2 separate regions of the Rattus norvegicus genome follow, and region 2 is linked to region 1. The links are chromatin contacts, called in public Hi-C maps. All regions are on one chromosome and are shown on one strand. Each heading gives the region's core, a stretch centred on a gene start, on an enhancer-like site or on the middle of the called end of the contact. The rest is flanking DNA. Distances are from core to core; before and after follow the strand shown. Region 1 has its middle 37 kb from the start of Znrf2. Region 2 holds the start of Znrf2 (zinc and ring finger 2).

What was found. Hi-C and Micro-C count contacts between places; a contact is called where the count stands out from the background.
Region 2: a contact with region 1 is called in a Hi-C map of liver, with 4 times the contacts expected there. The contact joins the promoter of Znrf2 here to the enhancer-like site in region 1. A contact is called at or near these places in 3 of 12 Hi-C or Micro-C datasets (kidney and liver).

Annotation. Positions count from the first base shown.
Region 1 is chr4:85,240,906-85,246,875 of GRCr8, forward strand. No RefSeq gene overlaps it. Among named protein-coding and RNA genes, the nearest start is that of Znrf2, 37 kb to the right of the region's middle. Within about 2 kb of position 3,201, at least 3 of the 93 cell types and tissues checked have an H3K27ac peak or open chromatin away from gene starts, as enhancers often do. A contact at or near this core is called in liver, where this site is marked.
Region 2 is chr4:85,277,893-85,283,862 of GRCr8, forward strand. Znrf2 (zinc and ring finger 2) reads left to right here and starts at 2,810. Exons shown (of 5, transcript NM_001108628.2): 1 at 2,810-3,492. The coding sequence starts at 3,012.

The DNA of each region.
Region 1 (5,970 bases), core at 1,951-4,450:
AATTCCTAGAACTCACCTGCTCAGGGCTAGCTCCGCCTTGGCTGATGGCTTGTGCTGCTGCCACTGCAGACCTCGTGGACAGATATTGTCCTTATCGGAGTCCTTCCCCTGAGCCCTCTGCTACTTGCTGCCTTTCACATCTTACCAGAAAGCACAACCTCTTGTGGTTGTCTGCTGTCCATCTCCATCTCCCCCAGGAGATCACAAATTCCATGGAGACATCATGCCCCAGTGCCCAGCATGTGTGTGTGTGTGTGTGTGTGTGTGTGTGTGTGTGTGTGTGTGAATTACTATTAAACTAATAGACGAAAGCACTGTTCTAGCCTAAACACCAGAGTGGGAACTGCACCCCAGCCCTTGACTCCCTGATGGTAGAGAGACTTTCAATTTATTGTGTCATGTTTTATGTTTTGAGACTGCTCCTCCCATGTAGCTCACGCTGGCCTTATATTCAAGGCAGTCCTCCTGTCTCAAGTGCTGGGATTGCAGGTATGCATCACTTTGTCCAAGCAAACCTTGTCTTTCCCAGGTACTTACAATACTCCCGTGACTTTATATATTTTTTCTTTTTTTTTTTTTCTTTTCTTTTTTCTTTTCGGAGCTGAGGACCGAACCCAGGGCCTTGCGTTTGCTAGGCAAGAGCTCTACCACTGAGCTAAATCCCCAACCCCACTCCCGTGACTTTAAATTTTATTTTTAAAGCTGGCATGAATAGACGGGTTTCATTTGTTGATTTTCACACATGCCTATTATTGTACTTTGTTTTCACTCATTCCCTCCCTCGTTTCCTTCTTGCATTCCCCTCCCCCACTTCCCTGTCCCTGGTCCCTTCCCTCGCCCCACATTGTTCTCCCTCCTGCTCTTATGTTACATGTGCTCCATTACCCTCTCTTTCCTCCTCCAGACCTCTATGACCATTCTCTCACCCCACAGTCTTCTCTTTTCAACACACACAGACACACACATAGAGATAAACACACAGAGAGAGACACAATATACACAGACTCACATAGACACAGACACACACACACAACACACAGAGAGACAAACTCACACAGACACAACTTACAGAGTCACATAGATGGACACACACACATACACACACACACACACACACACACACAGTACACATTATGAAGAAAATGTGGTATTTGTATTTGTCTTTCTGAATCTTCCTTATTTCACCCAGTGTTGTGATCTTCAGATCCATCAAAGTGGCATGATTCCCTTTCCTTTGTGGGCAGAGACTTCCATTGTGTATACATGCCACACTTTATCTATTGTTCTGTAGATGGACATGTAGTTTGTCTCTGTTTCCTGGCTTTTGGGAACAGTGCTGCAATAAACACGGATGCACAAAGTATGTCTGTGGCGTGCTGACTCCGAGTGCTTTGGGTGCACACCGAGGAAGGGTATAGCCGAGTCACATAGCAGTCCCATTTTAGTTATATGTCACCTTTGAGGGACAGATGTGAGCAGCAGAAAACATTGGCATTTTAAATGTCTAATTTGACCTACAGTTGGTGCCAGCAGTAGGTCCTTGACTCACTGTGACTCTTTCTTTACATGAACTCCAGTCATTTTACTTTGCACGTTGGTGACAGCAGACCTTAGAATATGAAGCCCAACTGCACAAATTTCAGGTTGAGATAGTAAAATTTATACTCACTCCCATCTTGTAATGGAGAATTTTCTGTTTCATCTTTGACGGAGTAAAAACCAAATTCAGTTTTGTTTTTGCCAGTGCCATGCTCCATTTCCCATGCCATAACACAAATACTACAGGATTTGTGGTTTATTATGAAAAACAGTCTATTTATCTCGCTGCTCCAGACATGGGGTAGTCCAAGAACATGGTGACAGTCTCTGGTCAGTACGTGATGAGGGCCTTGTGATGCATTATAACAAGGTGTCACATGGTGAGTCCGATCTAGCCACCAGCGAGCTCTCCCATAACAACGTCACTCCTGAGATTACCCTGTAAGGATCTTTGAATGAATCCATCCACTCGTGAAGGCAGAGACCTCCTGATCCCGTTGATCCTAAAGACCCACCTCTAACTATCACCAAGAGAGTTTAAAACCATATCCAAACCACAGCTGTGGGACAAGTCACTCTGCCGCTCTGGGCCTCAATTTCTTTCTCTGCAGATAGATTTATTACCTTTGTTTATTTCTTAGTAGACACTATAATTTAACTTGTTGACATCAGTAACACCCAAGTCTCTCACATAGACCAAAAAAAAAAAAAAAAAAAGAATATAAGAGTATGTGTCAGACAATTAATTAATGGAACCGTAATTTCTAGGGTCTTACGATATTTATTATTTTTAGCTAACATTTCTTATATTTTCTAATTTCATATTTATAGCTTTTACAAAAACCATTTCAGTGTGAGCTTTTAAAAAAAATAATTGACTTAAAGGTGACATATTTTTGGAAACATGATAGAGGTATTAAACAGTCTTGCTGTCTGGATTGATGCTGGGAGGTTTTGAGTGCCCCCACCTGCTCTGTTTGTCTTTCCGGGTGGGTACTGATAGGAGCTGAGCAGGTTACCCTCAAGTGTTTGAATATTAGACCCAACCTTAAAATACACTTTCTCTCCTGAATTCACCACTATGCCAAAGTACTACTATGCCTTAGCTTTCTCTATTGCGAAATGGAAACTGAACCAGGCTCTGTATGTCTTGAGGAATTTGGCAAAAGATGTTGAAACTTGTGACTGTCATTATGCCAGTTCATACCTACCTGACCTCTGCTCACCATAGGTTTGCAACACTTCTCTGGTAGGGGCCCCAGGAAGGTGTCTAGAACAAGGCACTAACTAACTCGTGTTCTGTGCCTTGTCACTTCTGAAGCAAATACTATATTGCTGTAATTTCCAACCCCAATAAGCCATATGAAAAACACACAATCCAGTTATTAAAATTATAAGTTTCATGCCTAGACTGGACAGATCTAACACTATACTAACTCATTCCCTGGCTGTAAGACCCCTGGCTACTCTCGGTTTGTCCTGGCCATGGTTCTGGTCCATTGTGGTCTCATTCTCCTCTTTCTCCATCCTTTCTCCTTCCCCTTTGATCTTCTTCTGCCTCCATACCTTCCCCCAATCTCAAACCTCCAGTCCCATTCCCCCCTCCATTGCCTAATCACAGGCTCTAACCTTTATTGACCAGTTAAAATGGGGAGAAGGTTCCCATGAGATCACCTGAGTACATGATTGACCACTCTTGAGGAAGCAGAATTAACATCAGGGTACAGACAGCACCAGATTAACCCACAACAATGCTGCCCTATTTGGAGGCCAATGAAGACACTCAAGATAAATATGTCAAGGATGTTTCTGTGTAAATGTACCTATGGCTGTTGGCTGTCTTTTCTCATATTATTTTTGGTGTTAAATTTTTAACATCTGTACAATGTAGCCATGTATAAAATTCTAAATTCTGCTTGGTAACACTGAGCCAGAGGACAGCCTGAAGTTTCCAGCTCTTCTGTGACCGCTTTTGTCAGTCAATGATTAACTGACTTTGGTTAGCAGAGATAACACAAAGCTTTGGAAATTTACCTGGCTTTTGGCAGTAGGATGGATTGAGGGCATACACCCTGTATGCATTCGTAAATATATGAGGTTTCCATATCCACGGCTGCACTAAGTCCTCTTAAGAGCTATATGATATTGGAAAGCCTATGGCTACTTAAAATAACAGAAGGCAGACACTCAAAGAGCAGAAGTCAGCAGATCAGATCCCTAGTGGTCAAATCCACATCTGGATTTGAACTAAGCCCAAAGCTCATGGTCTTCTAACAGTATTAAACCGGTCCTCAAAACAAATTGCAAAGCATGAATTTCAATGTAGGGTACACTTTCTGCTGTCAGCAAGGAGCCATTTTGGAGTAGCATTTTATTATTTGTTTTTTAAGATAGGACCTTGCTGTGTAGTCTGGGTTTGCTTTGAATTTGTGATCTTCCTGTCTCAGCCTCCTGAATGCTAGGGTGATAGGTATGTGTCACATGCCAAATGGGAGCTGGCTTCTCCTGATATAGCAAAGAGACTCCAGAAGACTTTGGAGCATGGGATTTGCTTTAGGAGAGTCCCAAACTGAGTGGGCTTGGACCCAAGGCCATCTGCTGAGTTTGTAGAGTTGAAGGGATACTACTAACTAAGCAACAAGTCACATCATGCCCCCAAGATCCTTGGTGTCATCTATTATGGAGTCTTTTGCCATCTACAGGAATCACCAATATTGATTAGATGAGAAAGACAGAAACAAATGAATTGTTTGTCCTTCAGGTCTTTACCTAGCAAGTGACCTGGTGTGCAGTGATATGTAGGCTAGTGTTTCCTCCTAGATGTCATAGCTGCTCTTTCTGAGACTAATTTCTACTGTGAAGGTAACCAAAAAAAAGTCAATACCAGAATGTTCAAGATGTACATATTAAGACATCAAATCAGGGGCTAGAGAGAGATGGCCTGGGGCTATCACTTATTGCTCTTACAGAGAACCTGGGGTTCAGTTCCCAGAACCCACATGATGACTCATAGCCATTCACAACTACAGTTTCAAGGGATCTGATGGCTTCATTGGCACGAGCATATAATACATGTGGTCTACATTCATACCTGCAGGCAGAACCCTCATACACACACACACACACACACACACACACACACACACACACACACACACTAAATAAAGAAGTCTTAAAAAAGAAATCAGTTCAATAGAAGACCATGACTTTGTGCAGTACAATGAAAAACTTTTAGGTTTCTTGTTTGCAGGCTTCAGTCAAAACAACCAAACAAACACTGTACTAGACTGGGTCAGAGGTTCCAAAGTCAATGTTACAACAAATGACCAGAGATAGTTGTGCAGGCAAAGGATCCATGGCATGTACACTGGGAAAGAGTGCTCTCATACTCGTTACATGCAACTCCTAGCCAGGTAAACCCTCTCCCTTTATTCTATTTCTTTCCAGATGACAGAGGTAAGAGAGCTCTTTGACTCTGCATGCTAAGAGGGAGCTGCACGGCCTCCAAACAACCATTCCTTTTCACAGATGTTTTAATACAAAATGGTCCAGAGAGAAAAATCTTCAGGCATGGAGGGTTCTGGACAGAGCCAAGGAAAGGGTGATAATCGAAGAGTCCTAAGGACCTCTTCCCTCTGGTCCTGACGCTCTTTCAAATGCCCTCTAATTACAAGGAATATGCTGTCTTTTGTCAACGTGCAAGTCCTGAATCTCAATGCAGCTGTTTCCAGATGGTTCTGGTTTTATCAACTCTACACGGCAGGAGATCTTTCAAATGCTACCTGGAAATGGCTCCATTCTGGCTGTCAGCCACACTCTAAGGGAAAACACCGTGCACGGGCAGAGCTGTCTATGGCCGCCTATGGACAGGGAGAGATTCTGGCTGATTAGTCATTGCTAAATACCCTGAACATCATCATTCCTGGCATAGCCAGAGCCACCTGGGTGAATTGGCCATTGAAAAATGTGGAGATCAAAAGGTCCAAGTGTGCCTTGGGGATGGAGAGCTGAAGCCGAGGTGAGGTAGAAGCAGGAAGAACAGGCTCACAGCTAAACATATATTTTTTTTTTTTGTGATGTCGTCAGTGGGTTAGGGGAAATCCAACTAAGTCTCTGTAGGAGAATCATATCTGAAGGATGGTTTGTGGCCCCTGAGCCCTGAGCTGGAATAGTCGTGTGTTCTCAGCAATGACCATCCAGTGGTCGATTACTAATGTCTGCCAACTGCTTAGGAATGGGTGTGTGTGGCACACCTGTTTCAGTCCCACGCTTGTTGACATGAGACTATATTTTAAACTCCGAGCACTTACTTCTTTTTTCCTTTTAAAAAATACAGCCAGCCTTCACCTTCTTCCTCATGAACACACACAGCTGTCTGCATGCTCCTCAGGCAAAAAACTTACAATAGTTCAGGCAAAATCTTTCTAGGGC
Region 2 (5,970 bases), core at 1,560-4,059, 37 kb after region 1:
CTGAAGCCTGTTTATAGCACCAAAGACTGTTCAAAGTGTTAGCTACCTTATAAAATAAAGTTATTTTTTTAAAAAATTATTTTTAAAAACCTCTGGCTTTTCTATATATGTTTTTCCAGTCAAGCCATATGGTGATGTACGTACTAGTAATGATTACTAAGCAGTCACAAATAATACCTGAAGGCTGAACAATGTACTTCCTTTGTACAAAATAGTGAAGTCAAGTCCACTAAATTTTAGCACACTTGAAACTGTATAGTATCACAGCATGCTACAGAAAATATGCATATTATTATCCCATGACAGGTAGGACAACAGATTTCCAAGTATTTTCAAATAGACAGTGGATCCTCTGAGACTCTCAGCTTCTCTGAGACTGGCTTTATGGTCACATACGTTTTATACGTTTTATAAGAAACAGGTTTAGCTAAGGCAAAGGGCTTGGCTTGTCCCCAAACCCAAAGCCAGCATTGAATAGAATCAAGGTCTAACCCCAGTTTGACCATACTACTCTGGTGTGTACTTACAATCTTCTCCTGATTGGCTTCCCATTAAAGACCCAATGGAGGTACCAGAGGAAGAACACTTTCTTAAGGAACATTAAGAACAAGTTTCTTACGTGTGAAGAACTGGTGGGGTGTGAGGAAGCTACAGATTGTAAGTGAAGTCCCAGCCACCTGGCAATGAAACACAGTCTTCAGGAGGGTCACTATCTGGAGAGAGGGGAGAAGGTTCAGAGAAGCAGACCAAGGAAAGAACAGAGAAGAGTCCCCTCTATACTACTGCTGTCAAAGAGTAGTAATGCAAGTGATGAGTGGCTGTCAAGGATCCTTTTAGGGCCAGACAGGTGGCTCAAGCAAGTAAAGGCACTAATCACCCAGAACCCACATGGTAGAAGGAAAGAACTCCTGCGAGTTGTCCTCTGACACCACACGAAGGCCACAGCATGATGTAGTCACATACATAGGTAACACAAATAAATATGTAAAAAACATTTTTTTTAAAAAAAGTAATTTTGATGTGACAGGAAAACATGAATGTACACATTCACTGAAAAGCTGCTATACTGCCATAGACTGTTGGATGTCTAATGAGTACCATGACTATGAGGCCATTGTCACATAGCACTGTCTTCAGCTCTGGGAATGGGGTGACTGGTAACATGTGCAGGGAAAAGACATTAACCACATGATGTAATACAAGATATTTTATATAAAAGCTCAGAGTAGTTATATATCATGTGCTATGTATATATAAAAACATATATATGTAAAACTACATTTCTTCTTTTTCTCCTCCTCCTCCTTCTCCTCCTCCTACTCTTCTTCCTGCTTCCTCTTTTTCTTCTCTTCTTCCTCTCTCCCTTTTCTCCTTATTGGGGCTGCTTTTTTATTTATTTATTTATTTATTTATTTATTTATTTATTTATTTATTTATTTATTTTTGGTGTTTCTTAGCTGATTTTGAATTAAGGTTCAAGTGGTCCTTGTGATTCAGTCTCTCCAGAAGCTGAGAACTACTACAGGAAGCCTGTTCATAAGGCCTCATTTCTCCTAATTAAAAAACCTAACTTGTGGCTGAAGCGGATGGCTCGGCAGTTAAGAACACCTGCTGCTCTTGCAAAGGAACTGGGTTTGATTCCTAGCACACCCAGGTGACATTTAATCATAACTACAGTTCCAAGGGATTTAATACCTTCTTTTGATCTTCGATCTCCCCAGGCACACGTGGGGAACTTACATGCAGGCAAAACATTTACACACTTACACACACACACACACACACACACACACACACACACACACACACACACCCTCCATTCCCTTATCTTTTGAAAGAATGTCTAAAATCACTACATAAATGACTCACCGCAAATACAAAAGGGAAAAACTGTGACAATGCATTTCTGCAGTTTGTACAAACACACTTGCACATAGACAATGCTACCAGCACCCTCCAAATGGGAGGGTCAGAGCCTGCTAGTCCAAGCACCATATACACGAAGGTGGTTAGAATTCCATTTAGAAAAACCACAAGATTTTAAAGCAGCTATTGCTCTGCAGATTTAATCCAAACATTCTGGGCAATGACGCTAAAGTCCAAAAAGGTAAAGTAATTTAGGTCTGCATAATTTGGTTTGGTGTTGGGCCTGAAGGCTGGGTCTCAGGCAGAAGTCTCTGCACCTGAGTTTTTGCTCTACCCTTGAAGGTCAAGCGGGATTATCATTCATTCTTCCAATTTTGTGCTCTTCTTTTCCCCCAGGATAATTCTAAGTTGGCTTCAGCTTTCCTGTGCTCTGGTATTGTTTTTTGTTTGCTTTAAATCGTCTTCATTGCTGAGATTGTGGGGTTTTTTTGTTTGTTTGTTTGCTTGCCTAACCAGTGTAAACAATACCAACGAAGGTCATATCTACCCACCCAAAAGCTCCAGTCACAGGGAACAGCCACGAACGCTCCAGCCAGGAAAAGGTGCACTTGCTTTTCTCTAGCGTCCACAGGCCACGTGCGGGAGGAGGGGCCGCCTTCTGATTGGTGGCCGGAGTCTCGCCTAGGGGGCGGAGCCACCTGTCTGTCCATCACCACATACTGGGCGGGGCCTGGGCGGGCAGGCCTGGTTGTAGGGCAGAGTCAGGACAGCGGGACCCAATCTCTGCGCTTTGCCTCTACTCGGCCACCGCTCCTCCAGTGCCGACCGCGAGGCGACGGTTGCCGGGGCACGCGCCGCCCGTTCCTCTTTCCCGTTGCGAGCGGCTGGCGCGCAGGGAGGCGGCCCCCAATCCGGCCGGGCGCCTCCCACTTTCCGAGCCGCCGGGGAGCCGGAGGATGGCGGCGGTGGCAGCGGCCGCCCGGGAGGAGGCGGTGCGGAGGCCGCGGAGCGCGGTAGCAAGCGGTAGCGGCCCGTCGCGGCGGCCCGGCAGCGACCGCGTCCGTACGGCTACCTGAGCACCAGCCGCGAGCTGTGTCCTGCCTCGCTCGCTCGTTCGCTCGCTCGCGGCCCGGGGCGGCGCGGACATGGGCGCCAAGCAGAGCGGCCCCGCCGCCAACGGCCGCACCCGCGCCTACTCGGGCTCGGACCTGCCCTCCGGGACCAGCGGCGGCGGCGGGGCGGACGGCGCTCGGGCGGCTCGGTTCGCGGCCCCTGTCCCCGGCGCGCAGCAGCCCAGCGCCTCGGCCAGCACGGCGGCGGCTGCTGCTGCTGCGGCGGCGGCAGCGGCAGCAGCGGCGGCCTCGGCCCCGGCAGCGCCCCGTAGCCGCTCGCTCGGTGGGGCGGTGGGCAGCGCGGCGAGCGGCCGCGCGGCACAGTCGGCCTTCAGCATTCCCAGCAGTGGCGGCGGCAGCGGTGGCCCGTACGGCTCACAGGACTCGGTGCACAGCAGCCCAGAGGACGGTGTCGGCTCTAGGGACCGGGACCGGCCAGCGGGCGGGGGCCCTGGCGGGCCGCGTCTGGTGATCGGCTCGCTCCCGGCCCACCTCTCCCCGCACTTGTTTGGAGGTACGGCCCCCTGCCCTGGCAGCCGCTCCCCAGCTGGGGAAGCGCACCCCGTACCCCCCCGCCCCTTGCAACGCGGTGAATGGAGCAAGTATTGTTTTAAAACAAACTGACGAAACAACCTCGTGGTTGTAGCTTTTAGTACCAGGAAGTCAGGGGAGATCAGTGGCTGAGTGCAGTTCTGCCCTGGAGCTGAAGGGCGAGCAATTTTAAAGGCCCAAAGCCAGAAGGGACTCACTTGGATGTTTGAGTGAAAAAAGGAAGTTATCTCTCCGTTGGATCGACTCCTAACAAAACTGCGATCCTTGCGTCTCTGTAAATAGCCCTACCTACTTAACTGGATACTTGTTTTCTGGGTGTATGTGTTAATGCAAAGTGTTGCTTCATCCCCAGGAAACTGCTACTTTTACAGTTGTGGCTAATGTCACTGCTGCTTTGAAGCAGATTGTGGAAAAGTTCAAGAACAGTTATTTAAAGAGATAATCTTTATAGTGATCACAGCTCTACCTACAGAGGCAGTAATTGGACTAGGTCCTGCGAAGAGTGGTGTTGACTAGAATTAAGGGACAATTTAGAGGTCAGTGATGTGCTTTTATGTTTGAAACTGGAGAAAGGGTGCAGTTGATCGTGAAAATGTGAACTCCGCCGCACATTGCCACCTCCTTTTGTTATGTGTCTGGTATTATACATTCATACTTAAAGCACAGAATGATGTAAACATCATCCCTTCGTTTTTTTTTTTTTTTTTTTTTTTGGTTCTTTTTTTTTTTTTCGGAGCTGGGGACCGAACCCAGCGCCTTGCGCTTCCTAGGTAAGCGCTCTACCACTGAGCTAAATCCCCAGCCCCCATCCCTTCGATTTTTAAGACCGTTTTATTTCATGTGTTTGAAAACTCTAAGAAATTGATTAAGCAGAGTCTTTACTGATTTGTGTACTAAAGCAATCAGAATCTAGTGTTAGTTCGTGAGAATGTGATGTTTAGTTTCTACCATCTTAGATAGTGATATTTTGCACGATTGGTACGAAAGTACTTAGCTTTTAGCCACATTATTTTTGAGGTGGCTTTGTTTGTTTTATTTGTGAGGTTCTGGGACTCTTAAGTTACTGAGCTTGTACGGCAAGCTCTTTACCACTAAGCCTAACACCTAGTCCGGCACTCAAATAACTTACTTTATGGTAAGTGTTGCAGTGTCAATAATTACAGCAATGTTTTGAAGGGTGAAGCATCTTTTTTAAAAAAAAATACTGTTTTTGAGAAAAAGAATATGTCCTTACTGTGATTTGAGGATCTGTAGTTTCCTAAGAATTGTAGAGTACATATGAACCAGAAAAGGGACTACGAAGAGTATTTTGAAGTTAATATTTTATGTACTGAATACTACTTTTATTCAGTTTTTCTCAGGACTGACAATTCTCTTTGATAAGAGTCATCAGTATGTAGGTTTTTATTTTGTTAAAGTAACTGTTTGGAGCAGGGCAGCTAACTGGCCTTCCTGATCTATTTGCCAAGCCTTGGAATGCAAGTTCGTTCGTTTGTTCTTTTTTTTTTTTTTTTTTTTTGTTTGTTTGTTTAAGCCAATTCTTAGATTTGCTTACCTAGCAGGTAGTTCTTTAGGAGTCTTGTGTTAGGAAGATAGGTTTGGTAGCAAGATAGTGACACTGCGGGTGGGGGAGCTTTGCTCCTCCAATTCTCTGCTGAGGTTGAGTTTTAAAGTCGTCAGTTGTGTGGAATGGTTTCACCTTTTTCCTCCAGTTATTAGGAACTATTATAGACTTATATCATTTAAGAAAAATAATCACTCGTTTGTGTGAGAAAGTTCGGTTGACAAAGGCCTGAAGGGGATCAGACATGACCTTGCTTGAGAAGGGGTCAAAATAGTGGTGACCTGAAATACTTGTTGATGCAAACAGTGAAAGCTATCCTTAGTGGCTTTTCTTAATGAGGCTTGTATGTGTATGTCAGTGGGTGGGGTCATGAGAAAAACTCATCGGAGCATGTTTCTAATCATTCCAAGATGGAGGGAGTTAGATGTGCTGCTGTCTTCAGTCATTAGACTTGATTCTTTACATTAACTTCATTTTATTATGTTTTATACCAGTACATTTATTGTTACAGTTAAAGGTTTAGAGTATGCAGTGTTTATTGAGTTATGAATCGTTAGGGCATACCTAATGGACTCCAACTGAAAAATTGAGAGAAAGGATATTTCTAAGTTAAGGGAACACACTTATTGTAACTGTATAAAGCATCAATGTGTGTGTTGTTTCTTAACCAGAAAGTATGCTACAGAACACCCCAGAGTACAGGTCTGTGTGGATGCTTACTGCTATGTGTTGAAAGAGAGGACCTAAACCGCCCCTCTTCAAACGCTCTACTCTTAGGAGTATAGCCAGTAGATTGGAAGCTTCTCTATCGCAATGAGTTGCCAAATAGAGTGAGGTTTTTGTGATGATTGTTGCCATTCGCGCTCTTTGCTGTGT